2 separate regions of the Oryctolagus cuniculus genome follow, and region 2 is linked to region 1. Evidence: chromatin contacts called from public Micro-C data. All regions are on one chromosome and are shown on one strand. The core of a region is the stretch at or near the end of the contact, and the rest is flanking DNA. Distances in the headings are between cores, read along the strand shown. Region 1 holds the start of SGSM3 (small G protein signaling modulator 3). Region 2 overlaps MRTFA (myocardin related transcription factor A).

The links. Hi-C and Micro-C count contacts between places; a contact is called where the count stands out from the background.
Region 2: a Micro-C map of ear pinna shows a contact between it and region 1, with 2.4 times the contacts expected there. The contact joins the enhancer-like site here to the promoter of SGSM3 in region 1. A contact is called at or near these places in 3 of 6 Hi-C or Micro-C datasets (ear pinna, skin fibroblasts and an unstated tissue).

What each region holds. Positions count from the first base shown.
Region 1 is chr11:116,505,049-116,511,219 of mOryCun1.1, reverse strand. SGSM3 (small G protein signaling modulator 3) reads right to left here and starts at 2,666. Exons shown (of 22, transcript XM_070052968.1): 1 at 2,535-2,666.
Region 2 is chr11:116,539,511-116,545,681 of mOryCun1.1, reverse strand. It overlaps MRTFA (myocardin related transcription factor A), which reads left to right. Exons shown (of 14, transcript XM_051834083.2): 14 at 2,204-3,591. The coding sequence ends at 2,718. It overlaps SGSM3 (small G protein signaling modulator 3), which reads right to left. Exons shown (of 22, transcript XM_070052968.1): 12 at 5,959-6,086; 13 at 5,726-5,881; 14 at 5,565-5,619; 15 at 5,421-5,470; 16 at 5,099-5,251; 17 at 4,921-4,991; 18 at 4,780-4,828; 19 at 4,614-4,699; 20 at 4,379-4,494; 21 at 4,232-4,292; 22 at 3,720-4,145. The coding sequence ends at 4,127. Among named protein-coding and RNA genes, the nearest start is that of SGSM3, 34 kb to the right of the region's middle. Within about 2 kb of position 2,286, at least 1 of the 8 cell types and tissues checked has an H3K27ac peak or open chromatin away from gene starts, as enhancers often do. A contact at or near this core is called in ear pinna, where this site is marked.

The DNA of each region.
Region 1 (6,171 bases), core at 1,417-3,916:
AAAAGTTAACCTCCCAAAACAGTTCACATAATTAGCACAAAGAAAAACACAAATACAAAATATACACAATACTTAGGAAAACATCTACAAAAGCAAGAACAGGCAGTTAACTGGAAGAGAGGCATAATGTTAAGACACAATTAATAGTTAACTATGCCTAGTAGAAAGACATGAATGTCCTCATTCATGGTGTCTATAAAATAATGAGCCTAAATTTTTTATGGACTATTATTTTGTAAAGTTTATTTCATTTATCTGAAGCAGAATTACAGAGGATGAGAGAGAGAGATCTTCCTGGTCCACCCCTTAAATGGCCACAACTGCCAGGGCTGAGCCAGGCGGGAGCCAGGAGCCTCTCTGGGTCTCCCACGGGGGTGGCAGGGGCTGCTGCTTTGCCTGACACGCCAGCAGGGAGCTGGACGGGAGGCAGCGCAGAGGGGACTCCAGAGCAGTGCAGGTGGTGGCTCAACCTGCTGTAAGCACACACACAGCCACGTAAGCCTAACACCGCTGTCTAGCACAACGGAAGGCTTCTTTCTGTCCCAGCCAGTGTCACCTTCTCAAGGAAAGGCTCCTCCCTCAGCCTGCCCCGTCCTGTCATCAGCTAACGTAGCGTCATGCACTCACTTCCTTCTCCTCCTGAGCCCCTGAAAGCCTCTGAGCCAACAATCACATCTCAGCCACCTTTTTTAAGCTCAGAAGTTGGTACACAAACAAAAATACAGTAGGTATTTAATAAGTGGCTGAGTGGAGTTCATGAAAGCAATTTCAACAGCGCTGAGGGTAGATCCCAGACTGCAATGAACTAAGGTAAATGGAAGACAAAGGCATAATCTGTTTTTTAAGGAAAACCTAGAGAGGAGGAGGAGAAGTGGCAGTCATCTGAAGGGGAAGTGTACCAGCCAGTGTTCCGTTTACACACGTGTAAACTGCGGACGACGATGCCCAGCTCCCTGACGACCACAGTGCCCGGTAGGTGGAATGAACCCAGGGCCGGTGTCACTGCTCACTACTGGAAGAACCTGGACAGGTGTCCTGACTCCTCCCACACACCTGTGCCCCAGGGCAGCTCCGTCGGAGTGTGCGTGCAGTGTGTGATGCACACACGCAGGATCCTGGTTTCTTCCCCGCGTGCCACCCTTCGCGGCAGTCCCTCTGCCTCGCGCCAGGCTGCACACGCTCAGGATGGCCGCGAGCGAAACGCCCCAGGTCAGCACCTGAGTAACAGACCATCTAGAGAAGGAGCCCTGACACTGGTGTGAAATCATCAAGGCTCCGGGCTCCTGCCAGAACCTCCCAGAGAACTACAGGGAAAAACTGAAAACACAGACAGATGTTTTAAAAGCTTCCAAGTGGCGACGCATTCTGGCCCCAGGAAGGTGGCCATGTGAGAAATCAATCCCCTGAGTTCTTTCCCCACATTTCACCCTGATCTTGGGGTCTTTCCCCTCCCTCCATGTGAGAAGTCAATCCCCTGAGTTCTTACCCCACATTTCACCCTGATCTTGGGGTCTTTCCCCTCCCTACCACCCTGGCAAGTTCCCGAGACCACAGCTGGCGCGTGCTTCATGCTGGAAGGAGTTTCCGTTGCTACCCTTTCTAGCTAGCGTCTGGTCACGGTCAGGCTCAGCGACCATCCATTTCTACAGGGCAGAGCCTCCCTCTCCTCTCCGTCACACACCCCTACGACTGCAAAGGGCAGGCCCGGACCAAGCCCAGGGAGCTGATGAAAAAGCGCCACGCGCGGCAGCCACGCACCCACCTTCGCGTGGGGCCGACGCGATCAACCGCGGAGAGCGGAAATGAGCGTGGACAGACGTGACTACACGCTGCAGCCACGGACGACGCGGAAAAGCCGCGGGAAGAGTTCGTGCCCGCAAACTCAATCCCGCCCTCCCACAGCTCCCGGCCAGCAAGCCCCAGATTCGGTTTCCGTGAGTCACAGTTTGACCAGGAACTTGTAACAAGAAAGAACAAGAACGGAGGATAAAAAATATTCCAGAACATCTCCAAATATCGCCAAAAAATAAAATAAAATAAAATAAAATAAAATAAAATAAAATAAAATAAAAGCATCGACCAGCCTGCGACCCCACGCGTTCGCGGCGGCCGGAGGCCCCGCCAGTCCCCGTCGCTGAGGCTGGAAACACCCCCCACCCACCCCCAGGCTAAAGGCCGCGCGGACCCGCAGACGGACCCCAGCCCGACCCGCCCGGGTGCTCCGGACGGCGGACGCCTCGGTTTCCCCGACGGGGAGGGAGACACCCATTCGTCCGCCCCGAGCTGAGTCCGGGGAACGCTCTGCGGCCCTCCGTGTGCCCGAGGCAGCCACGCTTAGGGGAAAAAGGAAAAAAGGTCCCCGCAGCCGGGGGCAGCCCCAGAAACACGGCCGCCAGCTGCCGGGGCGCGTGGGCTGCGGCCCCGCCTCGGCCGCTCCGGGCCGGACCCCGCAGGCCCGCCCGCCCAGGCTGCCGCGCGCCGCACCGGGCGGGGACGTGCGGCGCCGGTCCCCGCCTCGGCCGCCCCGCACTCACCTGCCCCGCTGCCACCTCAGCGCCCACCCCGCCGTGTCCTCGCGGCTCCTCGGCTCGCTCCGTCAGCGCGCAGGGGCGCCTCTGCGCACGCGCGCGCGGGCGGCGCGGGGCATGCTGGGGGCTGTAGGCGCCCTGGCGCGGGCGGCCGGCGGCCGGCGGTCAGCGGTCAGCGGCAGCGCCGCAGCCGCCGGGCTTACAGCAGGAGGAGGCGGACCGGGAGTCGGGGAGAGGCCCGCCGCGGTCCCTGGGTGCTGAGTCCCTAGACATTCAGGGTCCTCACTTGCGGGAGCCGGCGTGAAGACGCAAGGTGAAGTCCGGCCAGGCACTGCCCTCCCCGGGGCGTGTATGGCGCGGTGACCTCGCTGCCCTCGGGCAGCCCACCGGGTCTCTCACAACGCCCATTTGCTGGGTGAATCTTATCCGTCGCACTTTTAAAAAGGCAGAGTTGCGGGAGGACAGAGGTCTTGCCTCCGCTGGTCCACTCCCCAGATGGCTGCAGCGCCCGGGGCTGGGCCAGGTGGAAGCCAGCAGCTTCATCTGGGTCTCCCACGGGGCTGGCAGGCGCCCAGAGCCCTGGGCCGTCCTCCACTGCTCTCCCAGGCACGTTAGCAGGGAGCTGGGTTGGAAGTAGGGCAGCTGGGACTGCAACCAGCGCCCGCCCCCGTTCCTTGCACTTCATAGAGGACCTGGCTAAACCGAGAGCTAAACCGAGTGCCAGAGCGGAGACTCGAACCCATTTCTCAAGTCAAGTTCGTCTTTCTTCCCAGCCACAGCACTGCCTCCAGTCCCTTCTGTAGAAAGAAAAGACACCAGGGCGAGACCTCGTCTGTTTAGCGTGCAGCAGTCCTGTCCTCCGTCTCACAACCTGCAGGGGTTGTTGCCTTCCATTTATCTTCACGGGGAAACACCATCCCCGAGGTGCACAGGCCCCTTCTGCAGGTGGCATTTCTTGTTTGCCTACCCATGTCGCAGGAAACCGAGGGTGCCGGTGCTGTCGCGGAGCACGGCTTCCAGCGTCTTGCGTGGCACTCCAGATCTGTCAGAGATCAACACCGCACAGGTCTGAAGGTCACCGGCAAGAAAGCCTGTTTCCCTTTGGAAGAACGGCGGGTGCGGGTGCTGTGGCACACGGGTTATCACACCACCACTCGGGACACCTGCAACCCGTCACCAAGGTGCCTGGGAACCAGTCCCCACCCCCCACTTCTCATCTAGCTGCCGGCTAAGGAGTCCGGGGAGAAACAAAGGATGGCCCAAGTGCTTGAGTCCTGCCAGTCATGTGGGACACCTGGACGGAGTTTCTGCCTCCTGGTGTTGTCCTGGCCCAGCCCCAGGCACTTGGGGCGTGAACCAGCACGTGAAGATCCCTCCTCCATGTCACCCTGCCTTTCAAATAAATAAACTTTTTTAAAGCTATAGGCTAACAGTTGTATGAAACTTTTTCTTGGTAAATGCTGCTTAAGAATATGCACATTCAGGGGCCAGCACTGGGGCATGGTGGGTAAAGCTGCCATCTGCAGTGCCAGTATCCCATATGGATGCCGGTTCGAGTCCCGGCTGCTCCACTTCTGATGCAGCTCTCTGCTAATGGCCTGGGAAGGCAGCAGAGGATGGCCCAAGTGCTTGGGCCCCTGCACCCACGTTAGACCTGAGGAGACTCCTGACTCCTGGCTACGGATGGGCTCAGCTCCGGCCGCTGTGGCCATCTGGGCAGTGAACCAGCGCATGGAAGACTTTCTGTCTCTCCTTCTCTCTGTAACTCTACCTCTCAAATAAATAAATAAAAACTAAAAAAAAAAAAAAAATGAATTTGCAGAACCAACAAAGGCAGGCAGAATCTGAGGCTCGATTAACAAGGCTTTTCTAGGAAGAAAGGCTCTTGATGGGGCTCACTTGGTTAATCCTCTGCCTGTGGTGCCGGCATCCCATATGGGCGCCGGTTCTAGTCCCGGTTGTTCCTCTTCCAGTCCAGCTCTCTGCTGTGGCCCGGGAGTGCAGTGGAGGATGGCCCAAGTGCTTGGGCCCCTGCACCACGTAGGAGATCCGGAAAGAAGCTCCTGGCTCCAGATCGGCTCAGCTCCAGCCACTGTGGCCATTTAGAGTGAACCAGCAGATGGAAGACCTCTCTCTCTCTCTGCAACTCTTCCAAATAAATAATCTTTTTTTTAAATACATAAAACAAAGTGATATGATGCCAGCGCTGCGGCTCACTAGGCTAATCCTCCGCCTTGCAGCATCAGCACACCGGGTTCTAGTCCCGGTCGGGGTGCCGGATTCTGTCCCGGTTGCCCCTCTTCCAGGCCAGCTCTCTGCTGTGGCCAGGGAGTGCAGTGGAGGATGGCCCAGGTGCTTGGGCCCTGCACCCCATGGGAGACCAGGAGAAGCACCTGGCTCCTGGCTTCAGATCAGCGCGGTGCGCCGGCCGCAGCGCTGGCCACGGTGGCCATTGGAGGGTGAACCAACGGCAAAGGAAGACCTTTCTCTCTGTCTCTCTCTCTCTCACTGTCCACTCTGCCTGTCAAAACAAACAAACAAACAAACAACAAAGTGATATGAGAATCACTTCAGAAAGGTCATGAAAACCATGGACCCTGTGGCAGGTTGGGTGTGAAAGCTGCATTATCACTGCCTCAGCTCTGACCTGCTGACACACACCTGGGAGGCAGCAGGTGATAGCTGAAGTAGTGGGGGCCCTGTCAGGCACCTGGGAGACCCAGATTGAGTTCTTGGCTCCAGGCCTCATGTCCAGACATTGTGGGCATTGGGAAGTGAACCAGTGGATGGGAGATCTCCTTTCCAAATAGTTTTTTTTTTTTTTTTGACAGGCAGAGTGGACAGTGAGAGAGAGAGAGAGAGAGAGAGAGAGAAAGGTCTTCCTTTTGCCATTGGTTCACCCTCCAATGGCCACCGCGGCCAGCGCTGCGGCCGGCGCACCGCGCGTGAAGCCAGGAGCCAAGTACTTATCCTGGTCTCGCATGGGGTGCAGGGCCCAAGCACTTGGGCCATCCTCCACTGCACTCCCGGGCCACAGCAGAGAGCTGGCCTGGAAGAGGGGCAACAGGGACAGAATCCGGCGCCCCGACCAGGACTAGAACCCGGTGTGCCGGCGCCGCAAGGTGGAGGATTAGCCTAGTGAGCCGCGGCGCCAGCCAAATAGTTTTTTTTTTTTTTTTTTTTTTTTTTTTTTTTTTTTTGACAGGCAGAGTGGACAGTGAGAGAGAGACAGAGAGAAAGGTCTTCCTTTGCCGTTGGTTCACCCTCCAATGGCCACCGCGGCCAGCGCTGCGGCCGGCGCACCGTGCTGATCCGATGGCAGGAGCCAGGAGCCAGGTGCTTCTCCTGGTCTCCCATGGGGTGCAGGGCCCAAGCACCCGGGCCATCCTCCACTGCACTCCCTGGCCACAGCAGAGAGCTGGCCTGGAAGAGGGGCAACCGGGACAGAATCCGGTGCCCCGACCAGGACTAGAACCCGGTGTGCCGGCGCCGCTAGGCGGAGGATTAGCCTAGTGAGCCGTGGCGCCGGCCTCAAATAGTTATTTTTAAAGTTTATTTTGGTGCAAAAAAAATTTGAAATCCATGCATACTTTTTTTCATAATATGCATTTCCACCAGCCCCCACCCTCCCCTTTTTAAAAAT
Region 2 (6,171 bases), core at 1,037-3,536, 35 kb before region 1:
CGGAGCATGGGAGCCAGGGTGTGGCTGGGGCATTTGGGCTGCTCCAGTGTGGGCTCCTGGTCTGCAGTGGAGACGGAGCTGTGTGCTGGGAGGCGACCATGGGGACCGTGGGGAGGCAGGCGCCTGGGCTGGAGGCAGCGGTGCTGTGCTAAGGGGCTGAGCCTGCCCGGTTTGGAGAGAGCCTGGGTGTGGTGAGGGAGAGCAGGTGGGCTGACTGCAGGGCTGGGACGGAGACGCGCGTGGGCAGTCAGGTGCGTGCGGGCTCCCGGAGCCCTGGGTGTCCAGACGTGAAGGCCAGGTCATCAGGAGTGAGTTGCGAGCACAGAGTTGGGGCTGGAGGACTGGAAAGGGGTGGGGAGTGCTCTGGGGCAGGTGCAGGGTGGAGACGCAGGGGTGTGGGCCGACGGGACCCCTTTAGCGGTTTAGGGACCTCCACGCGCTCTGAGGGCCCAGTGCTGGGCGGGCCTTGTGGGGCTGTCCTTGGTGGTCATAGGCAGGAAGCCCGAGCAGGTAAAGCAGTTCAGCTGTGGAACCACCCTTTGCAAGGGTGACTGTGTGTGTGTGTGTGTGTGTGTTCCTAAGATTTATTATGGGAGAGAGGAGTCTTTCATCCGCTGGTTCACTCCCCAGACAGCCTCAACAGCCAGGAGCCAGCAGCTTCTTCCCATGTGGGTGTAGGGGCCCAAGCACTTGGGCCATCTTCTACTACTTTCTCAGGCCATAGCAGGGAGCTGGATCCAAAGTGGAGCAGCTGGGACTCGAACTGATGCAGGTGGCGGCTTTACTCACTTCGCCACAGTGCCAGCTGTATGACTGTGTTTTTAAGATTCATTTACAGCTGGCACCGCAGCTCACTAGGCTAATCCTCTGCCTAGCGGCGCTGGCACACCGGGTTCTAGTCCCAGTCGGGGCGCCGGATTCTGTCCCGGTTGCCCCTCTTCCAGGCCAGCTCTCTGCTGTGGCCAGGGAGTGCAGTGGAGGATGGCCCAAGTGCTTGGGCCCTGCACCCCATGGGAGACCAGCAGAAGCACCTGGCTCCTGCCTTCGGATCAGCACAGTGCGCCAGCCGCAGCGCAAAGATTCATTTACATGGGAGGCCTGAAGAGGCTCCCAGCTTTGGCCTGGCCCAGCCCAGACGTTACGGCCATTTGGGGAGTGAACCAGCGGATGAAAGATCTTTTTGCATCTCTGTTTCTCTGTAGCTTTCAAAGGAACAGATAAATATTTGGAGAAAAAAAGAGATGAATTTGAGAGTAGGAGGGAAGGGGTGAGATCTTCCATCCACTGGCGCACGCCCCGAATGGCCGTAAGGTCTGGGCTGGGCCAGGCTGAAGCGAGCTCCGTCTGGGTCCCTGGCGAAGGTGGCAGGCCATCATCCCTGCTCCCCAGCTGCTTAGCGGGGAGCTGGCCGAGGGGTGGAGCAGCCGGAGTCGGGCCAGTGCTCCAGGGTGGGCTCTGGGCGCCCCGAGCAGCAGCTTCACCCGACGGCAGCCCTCCTGAGTGGCTTTTGAGCTGCCCAGAGCCTTTCCGGGGTGTGACCCACACGCCTCAGGCGCTGAGCACCCCTGCCCTGTGGGAGAGGCAGGGTCTGCTTGTCCTGCCAGCCACTAGGAGGCGGCCCTGCAGGAGCAGAGGGGAGCGGGCCGGCCAGGCAGGGAGCTAAGCTCGGCTCTGCGTCTTTTTTTTTAATTGTAAAGTCTGGATGACAAAATTGGCCATTCGAACCATTTTTAAATGTACTTAATTTCGTGGCATTAAGCCCACAGTGCTGTGCTGTCCGTTTCTAAGACGTTTCCCTTCTCCCGAACTAAGACACGCAGCTTTCTGACCAGGAGCCCCTCCCCTCCTCCCACAGCCCTCGGCGGCTGCCATTCTTCCCTCTGTGCCGTGGACGGCTGTGGACGTCTTCGGTGGCTGGCTTACTCGGCGGTCCATGTCTGTCCGCCAGGGGACGCCCGTGTACCCTGCAAGGGAACTGCTGAGCAAGCTGCGCCCTGCACTGCCTTCCACGATGGCGGTCCCCACCTCACAGCAGCGCGGGGGTGGCTTCCCCCTCTCGCCATCCTGACTCACTGGGTCTGGCCTGCGCTCAGGGGTGTGGGCAGTGTCTGTCCTTGGCTGTTTCATCGTGTGCAGCGCGGGAGCGAGGGAAGGGTCTGCTTTCTCTGGGTCTCTGACACCCTCTCCCTGTCTCGACCGGCAGAGATCTCAGCAGATTTCAAGGAACCGCCAGCCCTGGCGGGGAAGGAGAAGCCGCCCGCGACAGCAGCCTGCGGGTCCCCACCAGCCACCCAGCCCTCGCCCTCTGCTGAGCTCCCCCAGGCTGCCCCGCCCGCCCCGGGCTCCCCTGCCCTGCCCGGGCGCCTGGAGGACTTCCTGGAGAGCAGCACCGGGCTGCCCCTGCTGCCGGGCGGGCCGGAAGGGCCAGAGCCCTTGTCCCTCATCGACGACCTGCACAGCCAGATGCTGAGCAGCTCTGCCATCCTGGACCACCCCCCGTCGCCCATGGACACCTCGGAATTGCACTTTGCCCCTGAGCCCAGCAGCAGCGCGGGCCTGGACCTGGCCGACGGCCACCTGGACAGCATGGACTGGCTGGAGCTGTCAGGGGGTCCTGTGCTCAGCCTGGCCCCCCTCAGCACGGCAGCCCCCAGCCTCTTTTCCACAGACTTCCTCGATGGCCACGACTTGCAGTTACACTGGGATTCCTGCTTGTAGCTCTGACTCCAGACACGGGTTGGAGACGGGCTGGAAGCCGGGCGGCCACAGAACTATGAGCAGCGTGGCGCTCTCCCCGTGGCCGAGTCTCGACAATCAGTCCCCTCCCCCTTCCCCGGGAGCTGAGGCTCACCAGGGCAGGGGAGGGCGAAGCCGCCCACAGTGGGTCCCACAGTCGGGCGTTAGAGGCCCGGACGGGGCCAGGGCTATTTGACCTTTTTTGAGGTCAGAGGTGCACGGTCTCTGGCTGAAGCTTGGCTAAGGCAGGGGAGGCCCAGCCAGGAGGCGGGTCCATGAGTGAACCTGTTCTCTTGCCCCTCCCCAGGCCTGCTTTTTTGGTGTCTTGGTGTGGTGTAACCAGAGGCTGACGGCGAAGGCTTCCTGTACAGGTGTATATACCTCTACTATATACCGACATACATATCTACACACACGGGGCGGCCAGAGGTGCAGCTCCCCTCCCCCTCTCACAGAAGGGCCTGGATGCAGGGCTCCCCCAGGGTGTGCCATGTCGGGGTGCTGGTGCCCAGGCCCACCCATCACGTGTGTTGGCCATGCCTCTGCCACCCCCTGCTGCCTGGCTCCCCGTCAGTGCCATGAGAGCAGAGGCGCTCCCAGGCTCCGGCCAGCAGCTCCCCACCCGCCCACATTCCGTCCCCGTTGCCTCACTGCAGCCAACAGCAGCCCTGGGGGAGGAGGGACCTTGGGCTCGACTCCCCGTTGGGTGCCAAGTGGTGGCCCCTCCTGGAGCCCTGGGGCCACTGACCTCACATTCGGGCCTGATCCGTAGGGGGTGGGGGTGGCATCACCAAAACCTGTGCTGGGATGGGTGGGGGGAGCCGTGTGAACTTTAAAATAAAAGCAAAAACACCCGCTTGTCTGCGTCTTCCTCAGCTCAGCGCCAGGTCCTGGCGTCCCACAGGAGCGTCCAGCAGGTGGCAGGGTCCTGACGCAGTTCCTAGGAGCGCAGGGCGCCGGCTGGACACCAGCTGGGAGGCACATTCTCACACACGATTTATTTACAAACCGCAGCCGCCACCCCGCCCCGCCCCTTCCTGAGCACAGGGACCACAGCTCCCCTCGAGGTTTCTGGTTAGTACCGGCGGTCGCTGGGGCTTGCAGGCAAGCACTGAGCCAGGCACCCACCCACCTCTCGTCTGCCCCCAGCAACCCTGGGAAGGCCAGGGCTTGGGAGCTTCTCCCGTCCTGGGCCACTTCAGACCCTGTCCCACTGCAGGCCTGCCACTGGCCAGGGTGGTGACGCACTTCCTGTTTGAGGGAGGGGCTGCTCGGGTCGTGCGCGGGTTGAGGCGGCCTGGGCACCGCAGCGTAGCCGGAGCAGCGCGTCACCCGTCTATGTCCCAGCTGAAAAGGTGGTGCTTCACCAGCATGTCCTGGACGCCCTCTTTCAGGGGCTGCTTCTCCTCCTGGGCACAGGACAGCCCTGTCACCGCGGCAGGAGCCGGGCGTGGGCGCCAGCAACCCAGGGTCCTCCGGGGCCCACCTCACCCACCTCTCTCTTGGCAGGGAGCTCCCAGTCCTGAGAGAGGCTGAAGGCAAAGCAGCAGAGCACACTGGGCAGAGGGGGGGAGGCGCTCGTCACCCTCAGTCAGCGCTGACTGCCCCCTGCCCCCGCCCCCGCCCGCAGCCAGGCCCTCACCGGAGCTCACACTTGATCTGAACCCAGCCAGGGCTGCGCAGGAAGGACCAGGGCTGGTACCACTTCTCCACCGTGGGCAGGCTGGAGCACAGCACCTCCAACCACAGGTGCAGCACCTGCTCGCTGGGGGCAGGCAGGGCCCTGAGGACCTGAGGGTCCCTGAGGAGCCTGGGCTGGGCAGGACCACTGCTCTCTGGGACTCCTCCAGCCCCGAACCCACCCCGTCTACACTCACTTCAGCCCCACACAGATCAGCGAGCGGAGCTTGACGTCCATTTGCACGTGTGCTGCATCGTGAGTCACGTTCACGGACTGCACGGCCTACAGGGGCACAGCTGTCACTCAGGTGACACGGGCCAGCCCGGGCAGGTTTAGGGGCTGGCAGAGCAGGCCCTGCTCACCCGGTACAGCAGCTCCTCCGGGGTCAGGACTTTGCCATCTTCATCCAACCTGAGGGGACCAAAGCTCCAGGAGCACTCTGTGGTTCGGGGCACAAAGTTGCCCCCACCGCCACCCTCCCCACCCCCCCGGGCGCCGGCTACCTGTAGGCCTTACAGAGCACCAGGCGGGAGTACACGGAATCGAAGTCCCTCTCGACCTCCCGGCCCGCCGCCTGTGGGCCCGGGACAGCTGTCGGTGCGGGCACACCGCCGCCCTGCCTGCCCCTCCCGCAGGCCCCGGGCACTGCAGGGCTCAGGCACAGGCCAGCTGCCGACTCACCTCCTCAATGAACAGCCAGGGGTGGCAGGCACCCCCAAGCAGGGATGGCTTCTTCAATCCATGTTCAAACAGGGCCTTGAGGGCCGGGCACAGGGTCCCTCGCACGAGGTCTGTGACTCCCTCCGTCACCGAGTCGTCCCCCGCAATGGAGTACTGACGGGGAACAGGTCGGAGAAGGCCCAGCCTGAAGCCCGCAGCCAGTCCCCGCCCCCCTGCCCTCACTGCCCTAGCACCCGCTGGGGCTCACAGGGGACACAGGCCCCGGCTGGGCCAGGTCAAGGCAGGAGCAGCTCCCAGGACAGTCCTGTCTTGCCACTCTTACCTCCTTGCTGCGTTCATCCAGGACTTCCACAAACTTGGCGGGGAACCAGCCTGTGGGAGGAGGGGCAGTGGCTGGCCAGCCCTCCCCGGGGTCCGGGAGAGCGTGCTCGCGGCCCCCACCTCGAGATGCCTCGAAGGCCCTCACCTCTCAGGCCGTTCAGCTCCCCGACCCAGCAGTGCTCGTCCTTCTGAGAAACGATCTGCGCGGGAAAACCAACACCAGGGCCCAGTTGCCAGGAGCCCCGCCCACCCCCGGCCGGACCGAGAGCCCACGGCTCAGAGGAGGCTGGGCGGGCTGGGGCGCACCGTGATGATGTCATTCTTGCGGAAGCCCAGCTCGTCGTCGTCGTGCCGCTCGAAGTCCAGCAGGGCCTTGGCCCGGCGCCGGTGGCTGCGAGAACACGCCACGTAGTTTTCATGGTCCCGCTGGTGGCTCTCCATGCTGTAGTCCGGGGTCAGCTCCTGCCGCAGCGGACAGAAGCGTGGGCACGGGGAGCGGCCTCCGCACCGTGAGCGGGCCTGGGGAGCCTGCGACTCACCACGCTGCAGTTCTTGGGGTCCGCGCACTGGAAGTGGCGCGCCACACGCAGCACGGCTTCCCGGAGGTCGGCCACCAGTTCTGTCTGCTTGATGTTCTTGGCCTTGAGCGCTTCCAGGTCGTCCTCCCCTAGGAGGCAACAGAGCTGTGGCAGCCTCCCCTCCCCAGGCCCTGCGGAGCGGACACCCACGCCCACAGCCGCAGGGGAAGGCCC